2 separate regions of the Gossypium hirsutum genome follow, and region 2 is linked to region 1. A link is a contact called in public Hi-C data. All regions are on one chromosome and are shown on one strand. Each heading gives the region's core, a stretch centred on a gene start, on an enhancer-like site or on the middle of the called end of the contact. The rest is flanking DNA. Distances are from core to core; before and after follow the strand shown.

The links. A called contact is a pair of places that touch in the nucleus more often than the background predicts.
Region 2: a Hi-C map of leaf shows a contact between it and region 1, with 3 times the contacts expected there. The contact joins the promoter of LOC107937009 here to the promoter of LOC107942938 in region 1. A contact is called at or near these places in 5 of 34 Hi-C or Micro-C datasets (callus, leaf and petal).

The regions. Positions count from the first base shown.
Region 1 is chrA07:16,426,764-16,431,436 of Gossypium_hirsutum_v2.1, forward strand. LOC107942938 (exocyst complex component EXO70H1) reads right to left here and starts at 2,606. Exons shown (of 1, transcript XM_016876675.2): 1 at 13-2,606. The coding sequence starts at 2,064. The coding sequence ends at 232.
Region 2 is chrA07:16,687,413-16,691,757 of Gossypium_hirsutum_v2.1, forward strand. It overlaps LOC107937009 (40S ribosomal protein S15a-1), which reads right to left and starts at 2,403. Exons shown (of 4, transcript XM_016869821.2): 1 at 2,172-2,403; 2 at 1,733-1,883; 3 at 1,478-1,638; 4 at 992-1,284. The coding sequence starts at 2,285. The coding sequence ends at 1,186.

The DNA.
Region 1 (4,673 bases), core at 1,356-3,855:
CAAATCAAAGAATAAATCAAAGAATTTTATATTGTACAAGTGATTTACTTAGGTGCCATATATCATAAAAACGGCTAAATTCTATACACGTGTCTGTCAGATAACTGCACGCTTCTTTACTAATATTTATCCACAAATAAAATTTTTATTTAGAAAAACAAAACCCTAAATTTCCTCACGTTGTCGGCGATTTTTTCCAGGCTCCCACAAAAAAGGAGAAAAAATATCGGTTCAACGACTGTAACCACCACCTTGGCTTGAACTTGACGAAATACTCCCTGAACTTCCGCTCCCAAAGAGCAAATCGGAGCAGTAATTTCCCAAATCATCAGGGGTATATCTGACAAGTGATTCGGCCCACATTTCTTTCATCAGCTGCACTCCGCCGTACTTATCGAAAAACTCCTTGTAGATGGGGCCGATCCGTCTGGCCAACGAGAGCTTTATCTCATCTCGGAGTTTCGGGTCGGTTACGACCCAAGAAGTTTGCTTCTTGTAAGCTTCTTCGAAAGCGGAGTTGAATTTTCTGAAATGCTCTATCACTTGATCAACCGGAATCTCCGCCGTTGGATTTTCCGGCAGAGAGGCAAACACTTTACTCCATCCCATCCTCTCATAATTCGCCGCGTACTTCCTTACTTTCTGTTCGTGCTTCGTCACCCAGTTGTCGCCGAGGAGGAGCTTCAGGTTCGATTGTCGGACTTTGTTGACGACGTATTGGAGATTGTTTGCTAAGAACAAATAAGAAAGCGCCACGTCTTTGTACATCTCGGCTTTACCGTCTAGTTTGCATAGCATGACGAGAATAAGCCAAGCTAACCGGACTGAGATCGGCGAGGAAATGCTCTCCTCCTTGTCGGGGCTTCCGAAGTAAGACTCTGGTAACGGTGATGAAATCTGCAACGGCCAATCGGCGACGATGTCGGAGAGAACGCCGCTGTAATCGGCGAGAAAAGAGATGTAGTTCATGACATAGCGTGTAAGAGGGTGGATTCCACCGCCGGGAACCGTAGTTTTGGATGAATGCTTTTGAATTGCCATTTCAAAGTCCGTTAACATCGTTCTAACGGCATCGCTGAGCCTGATTAAGGAGTTAACGGCGGTCGAGCGGACGGTCGAGGTGGATTCGAAGCTGAAGATTGATTCAATCTCGGGCCAAAGGTCGGAAACCGCCTCATATAAATCCAAGATACGGAACATTTTCTCGGGAGTTTTCTTGCACTTGGCTACATTTTCTGGGAATCCAAACAGAGCCAAAGCTCCTTCCTTTGAAACATCAGTGAAACAAGATTCCCTGATGGAAGACGAAATTGCAAACACTTGATCACAGAGTAATCTCTCTCCATAAAACACAGTTTTAACCGCCCCTTTAACAGCGTTCAGCCAATACTTAATTTTAACCTCCAAAGTTTCCCACTCCATCTTCTGAATCTGCTGAAAACCCAAGTTCCTTTCAACTCCGAGATTATATAGAGCTTCATCGACGATCGATTTCCGAATAGTTCTGTAAATTTTGAAACACTCCTTAGCGTACCCAGCTGATATCATGGCTTCCGCAATGGCTCTTAAATCCGCAATAACAGCCGACGAGCCTCTCTCCACTTCCGGGATGGAATCGTTCTCAGACTCATCTTCTTCTGAATCTGAAAAGCTCGACCTGGAAACCGATGGTCTAGAAGATGAGTGATTGGAAACAGACTCTGGGTCAAGGTAATTCCGGTTGGACTTCAAAATCTGGTAAAACTCCCTCTCGAGGCGTTTCATGGCGGTTTGCATCAGCGTTTGGGCTCGCACAAGTTTATCGGAAGTGGATTCAAGCGAAGCCAAGTATCGCATAGCTTTCTGCAAACCCTTAATGGAACTCAGATACTGTTTGGCTTCATCACGATTGTTTTCGGAGAAAACAGAAGCAATGTTACAGTAGGAGACATGGTCGTCGCCATGTAAGGAATCCCATTTAGTGATGCTAAGTTCAGCAGCTTCAATATTTTCTTCAATTAATGACTCGGTGAAAGTATGGTGATGGGTAGGAGGAGATGGAGATTTGGAGAAGATGGTCCTCATTCCCTTGGTTCTTTTCTTTTTTTTTTTTTAGACAATACAAACAAGTAATTGTTGAAAGCAGGGAGATTGGCAAAAATTAAGACAAAGAAACAAGAAATATGTTAAAGGAATGAAAGAGAGGTGCGTATATTTATAGAAATAGGGACGCAGGAAAGTGTGAGGATACGAGTTAAAAAGCGGTTCAGAGCGAGTGGTCGGAAGGTAACTTAAAATAAGAACACTGTTGTTATGCGTAATGGAGTCCACGCGGTATACGAATCAAACTGTTTCTTTTTGTATTTTAATGAGTATTTGGTTGAGGAGCTGATAGTGACCGGTAATCAAAGAAAGGAGATGAGCCAAACAGCGTATCTTCTTTTCTTTCAATACAAGAAATTACCATGAGTTCAATCGGATCATATTGAGTTCTACATCTCGAAACTGTGAAAAGTATTTGGCATTATCGTTTCGCAATGTAGGACAGCCCCTCTTTTTTGTTTTGTCAATTTCAAGCCACACCAATTTCGGAATTTTTTCAATTAACATAACCCAACTTTAATTCTTGCAGGAAAAATATCTATCATACTTTTTTATTTTACTTTTATGGTTGATGTTTAAGTTTTGTAGTTGTTGGTTTTGATAATGTCTTCTAAGTTTACTGTACAATTATATGCATTATCCACACATGTTATATTATTCCATATACAGCTTTAAAAATTTATCATGTGTCTTTTTTTTAAATTATTTATTTTTTAAATATTTTATTATATTTTTATAGGATAATTGTAACTCTTTAACCTTTATTGTGGAGTCTAAAAATTCCACTAATGTCAAATATTATTCTTTGTCAAAAAATCAAATTATAACATAGGAGATTTGAAATTAATATAAGTGGATTTTTTATAAAAGAAGCTATTTTAGTCATTCATTTAATTTTTTGTCTTTTTTACTTCTTAAATTTATGTTATTTGTCAAATCACTCCAAATAAATAGAAAAACTTACGTTGTGTTAACATTGCTAATGTGGCATACATGTGGATGCCACGTTAGAAATTAATTATTTTTTTAAATTTTTAATTAATTGCTAATATGGCATACACTCAACAAAGTTAATAAGCATTAACTTTTTTTATCTATTCTTGGGTGATTTAACAAACAACGTAAGTTTAAGGACTAAAAGATGTGAAAATAAAATAAAGAACTAAAATAACTTGTTTTTTTTTTGAAGGTCAAATAAATTTTTATGTCTTTTTTTAAAAAAAATTATTTAATGTGTCATCATTTAATTCATTAACAATGCATAAACTGTTTGTATGTATCAATTAGAATATAATATAATTTATTTTTAAATTTGGTATGTTACATTAATAATATGATTAGGAAATTAAATTTGTTTAATGTTCATCCTAAAGTGTTATATTTAGTACTATGTGTTGGATGCAATAATAAAGTATATTGCACTCTTTAAAGAATGAATATTTGAACCTTTATAAGACATTGTTTAAAGATTAGATCATAAAACTTAGAATATTTAAAAAAAAAAACTGTTTTATTTTAGTAAACAATATATTTGTAATATTTAAAAACAATATTATTAATAAAAATAATGATTGTAGTTAGTGTGCAATGTGGGAACAAGTCATGGAATTCCTCCAGCAGCCAGATCTTCCCTTGTTTCTAATGCATTCAACAACAAAATGAATGGTGATGGCTGCGATAAAGCTTTTCTGCGTCTGGTTTTGCAGCCATTTTGGTGCAAAAAAAAAAAAAACCAACTTGTCAGGTGCTTGAATATAATAATAAAATCAAAGGGGATTGAGGAATGTTTGAATATGAAGCAGCTCATGCTTGTCCCTGGTTTTCTAAGATTTGGATTAGGAGAATATATTGGCATTCATGAAATTTTTTACCTTTGGAAACTTCGCTTGTCCTTTAATTGTCGGAATTCAGGAACTCTCTGATTCCTCATTATTCTGGAAGCATGAATCGTTTTTAAGTAATGGAGTTTCAAATGTATTTACATTTTCTTTTTCGTATTTAAATTTTAACATATTTATAATTTATATTAACTTATAACATATTATGTATATTTTTTGAGCAGACTTATTAATATTTTATTTACTTACAACGAATTCAACAAGACGAAGTCTGAAGTAAATAAAAACGGAGGGAAGGAAGGTTGCTTCATATGTATTGATGTTCTACATTCCAAATAAAAGTTATTACTAGAAGAAAAGGAATGGTCGGCCAAGTGGGCGTAAAAGCAGTCTATAATATTTTTACCTTTTCTATTACATCACAAAATATGTCATTCCCAATTCCCACTTCCCACCTCATTGCTTTCTTAATATCTATCTTTCAAAAATATTATAGTTGCTATTTAATTTTTTTTTTATGTTTAGTTGAAGCCCTTTGTCAGGTACTTCTAAATTAATACTATTAATTTTTATTGATCTAGCACTTATAGTCAATTTAATAGTGACACATAACAATTTTTCATTATTTCATATAATGAACATAAATTAATAAAATTTTAAAAATCTTTAAAATTAAATAAATGAAGAGTTAAATTTTTGTCTAGGTTCATTTTTAATGTGAACGGAATATATATATATTTTTATATTTTTAAG
Region 2 (4,345 bases), core at 1,153-3,652, 260 kb after region 1:
AAAAGTTTTACCCTCTCTCTCCTTATAGAGTCGTGTATGGTTCATAAAAGTAAATGTCTTGACTGTACATGGACAAACAGTTCCCACCAAGAGGCAACATGAATTGCCACATAAAGTGGTGTCATATACACCAATAGATGACCTATATACAATAGATCAGAGGTTCTAATCCCACAAAAAGTAAAATGCTACTATCATCTCTTGATAGGCAAATCATTTATGTTTCATATCCAACATGAATATGTCTAGTTTTATTTTAGATTTTTTTTTTCATACGTTTGGACCATTAAAACCCAACTCCATTCATGTCCATATACGAACAGATATAGATACCAAGCAATAATTTTTTATAAAAATAAATATTTATAGCATAGATTTAAACTTTCCTCCTCCTCAGAATAATTTGAAGCTTTCTAAATTTAGAGAAATTATGCATATTTTCTTTCATAAAGATATTCAGCCATGTAACCGGTAGAGTTATGATAAGGTTAAAATAGGCTCCAATCCTTGTACTTTTTATAAATTTCAAAGTTAATCCATCTTACATTTCAGATTTGTCAAGACTTTTTAACGATGCTAACAATTAAACTTACATTTTTTAAATCTGAAAACTGACTAAATTCCTTAAAAGTAGTATTCAAAAACTAGAATTTTAAAATTTAGATTTAGATTTCAAAATTGTATATATTGATGTAACATTCATAATACTTTCTTAAACCCTTGGAGACTTGGTTAGTAATGATTTTGAAATCCTGAAAAATAATTTTGGATTTGACAAATCCATGTTTTTATACATTTTTAACAAATATTAGAACTAATATATGCATTTCATTCTCACCATTTCCATATTAAAGAAAATCCAAATGCAAATTTTCAAGGAGATGTTAACCTTAATCATAAGAAGGATTTTGATTCTCAATAATTCTCCAGGATACCATTACGCCTTGAAATATAATAATCATCAACCAAATCATGAGAAAAAGAAAAAGGATAATATGCAAAGTTATATAATTTTGAAAAAAACAGGATACAGAAATTTTAATGAGCCAACTTCAAACTATCAGATAACAAAAGGCAAATGAACCAAAACCTCGTAATCCCCTAAATGTGAATTGAAATCGTACCAACAGAGGTTCTAGATGAAGAGAAACTTCAAACAAAAATGAAAAATCTAAGAAATTTGCTTCAATAGAAGAAACCAAGTACTTTTCCACCAACATTCTTTCTTCTAGCTTCTTCATGGTCCATGATGCCAGCAGATGTGGTAAGCACGATATATCCAAACTGCAATAAGAAGACACATAGATCCCATAATATTCTATCTCATTTGAACTGATTGAACCTTCCATTAATTTATGTCACCCATAAAATCTTATCTAGTGGACTATGAGAATAAATGCAAGACATGTCACTCGACCAAATCAAAGTGTGCTTCCACCCATATATGATAGCATAAATCAAAAGTGTCCAAGCTAACCTGTCTGGAAGGAAGTAGCCTAGCGGTCCAACCCTCGATCTCTTTGACACCGACATCAAAACGAGGACTAATCACCCCACACTTGTTGAGTCTCCCATTGAGTTCAACCACAATCTTGCCAGCTCTGTGATCATCAACATACTCAAACTCTCCAATGTAACCTAAAAAATGGGAATCAAAAGGTTAAATGTATCAGCATTTTCGTATCAATTATAGATTTTTTTTTTTTAAAAAAAGAAATGTCGGAGAGCAAACCATGCTTTTGCATGACCAAAAGGAATTTGATGATGACTTTTGAGGAAGGCCTGATCATAACCTGTCGTTTGCCCCTCTTTTCTGCATTATACATGCTCTTGAGTGCATCGTTCAAAACGCTGACTCTCACCATTCTTCCAAATCCAAGTTGCTGCAAAATCAGATTTAAAAAACCAAGCAGCTCATTATTGTAACTTGTAAACATTAATTTCTCACAACCACACCTCTTCCTATTCTCTTACATCATTCAAACCAAAACTCAATTTTGTTTTGCTGATATTAAAATTATTCTAACCATAAGAACATGTAGAAACAACTGATTCTTTCTCAGAAGACAACAAAAAAAAATCTTATCAGTTTGGTTTTTGGGTAGAGAAAATCAAATAAAAACCATAAAGAGATGTTGGATCTAAAGTTGGAAAGGAAAACAAAAGTTTACCTGGAACCAAAAATGGCGGCCGCGTCTCCGTGTAGTTTGAGAAGAGTGAAAAGAGTTGAAGAGAATGTATGTTTCTAGGGCTGGAAGTTGGCAGTTGAGTTTAAAGTGGAGCATGTAATCTAAACTCTATTTAGGCCCATTCAGATGTTTCAAAAACCCAAGTCCGATTATACTCCACCCCACCTACTATTTCATCTATGGATATAATCCAGCATTTCAAAAAAAAACAAAAAACAAAACAAAACTAATATATATTTTTAAAATAATATATAATAATATAATAATACTTTTATATAATAATAAAAAATCTCTCTCATTTTCGATATTTATTAGTAAACTCATCTCTCTCAGAAAAATCAAATTATCCTATGCGGTGAAGGAAAATTTATATTAATAATAAAATATCAATGTATTCGTAATTTAAATTTTAATAACTAATTTTCATGTAAGAAAATCTAAAACAAATTAGGATTTTACTATGCATTTAGGGTTCAATAAGAATGTGTCCCTTCATATTTTAAAAAAAATTAAAACACTAAATTATTTTTTCTTAATAATATCTTAACCCTAATTAAATAAATTTAACAAGTAATAATAGTAATGCAGTGGTTATGGGTTTGTTTTGTTTTCAACTAGATTTATGATTTACAATATGTTAGGGTAAAAATTTAGAATTTTAAAATTTATGATTTTATGAAAAGGGTGATGTTAGGATTTAGGGTTTAAAAGAATCAAAGATTTTAAGATCTAAGGTTTAGAGTTTTAAAATTTTATTTAAAAAATAGATTGATTTATTAGTTTTAGAGTTAAAAATAGTCATAAGAGTTAATTTAATGTTTCTTGATGTATTATATTATTCACGTACTCTAAAAAAATATGATGTTGCATGATATTATTGTATGCTTAAAAAATGATTTTTTTAGGATAATATTTATTCCATTTTCTTTCTTCTTATTCTTTTCTTTTATATCTAAAATTAATTTCAGGTTTAACCTTTCTCTCACCACCACCATAATAGGCAACTTCTCCATTCAATTTCCTTTTAAAACAATCTTTTTTTTTTCTTCCTTAATTTTCTCAACAATAAGTTAAGAACAAAAGGGGGGAAATATGGTATGGTATCAATGTGAGGATTGCGGTGACAACTTGAAGAAACCCAAGCCACCAAACTACTTTAAGAATTTGCTCTGCTTCAAAGGTTTTATTTACCGTTCTATTCCCTTTTTTTTCTATGATATATTAATTTTGACTAACCCATCTTCTAATTTTGAGCAAAAAACTATTTAGGGTCAAACATAATGTTTTGGGACTGTGTTTGAATGAAAAGAGATTCCTTTCATGGTGGTGAAACCAAAGTTAAAACTAAAAGTAATTTAAGATCTAAAAGAATAGAAGGAATAAGAAGAGAATAACTCATGTTTAGGAAAATTATTGTAACATCCCAATTTTGGGCCTAGTCAGAATAGTGGTTTCGAGACCACAAATTCGAAGTGCAAATATTTTTTTTATAATTATTTTGAAGTTTATGGCATGATTTCATGATTGTGTGAAAGTTTCATGAAGAAATTTTATGATTAAGTGCCCAATTTGAATTTTAGGACTAAATTGCAAAAGTTGCAAAATTAGAGATTCTAGAAGCTTTAAGTATGAAATGGATTTAGATTATTAATTAGAGGTCCTTAAATAGCAATTTTCCTAGTTTCTATTTTTATGGATAAAAATGGGCATGCATGGGTAAAATTTTAAAGAAAGACATTAAGAGCATTTTTGTCATTTGGTAAATAAAAGGATTAAAAGGGAAAATAAAGTGAAAATCTTGTCTATCTTCTTCAAGGGTGTGCTGAGATTTCTAAGGACCATAGCTAGGGTTTTTCTTCAACTTTTTAAGCTTGAAAGTAAGTACATCCTAGCCCCATTTTTTATATTCTTTATGTTTTTGAGATCATTGAAGCATGACCTAGCTATTTCTACCATTATTTTGAACCAGGGTTCATGTTCAGAAATTTACCCATGTGTGTCATGCATGTATTTTGGTGTTGAATGGAGGAATATGAAAGTTTGATGCATGATAAACATATTTTACTAAGTAATTTTTCATGAAAACCCCTAAAAGAACCTTGTTGTAAAAGTTGTAAAAATGAGTAGTAAAAATCTGAATTGAAGGAAAATGTGGG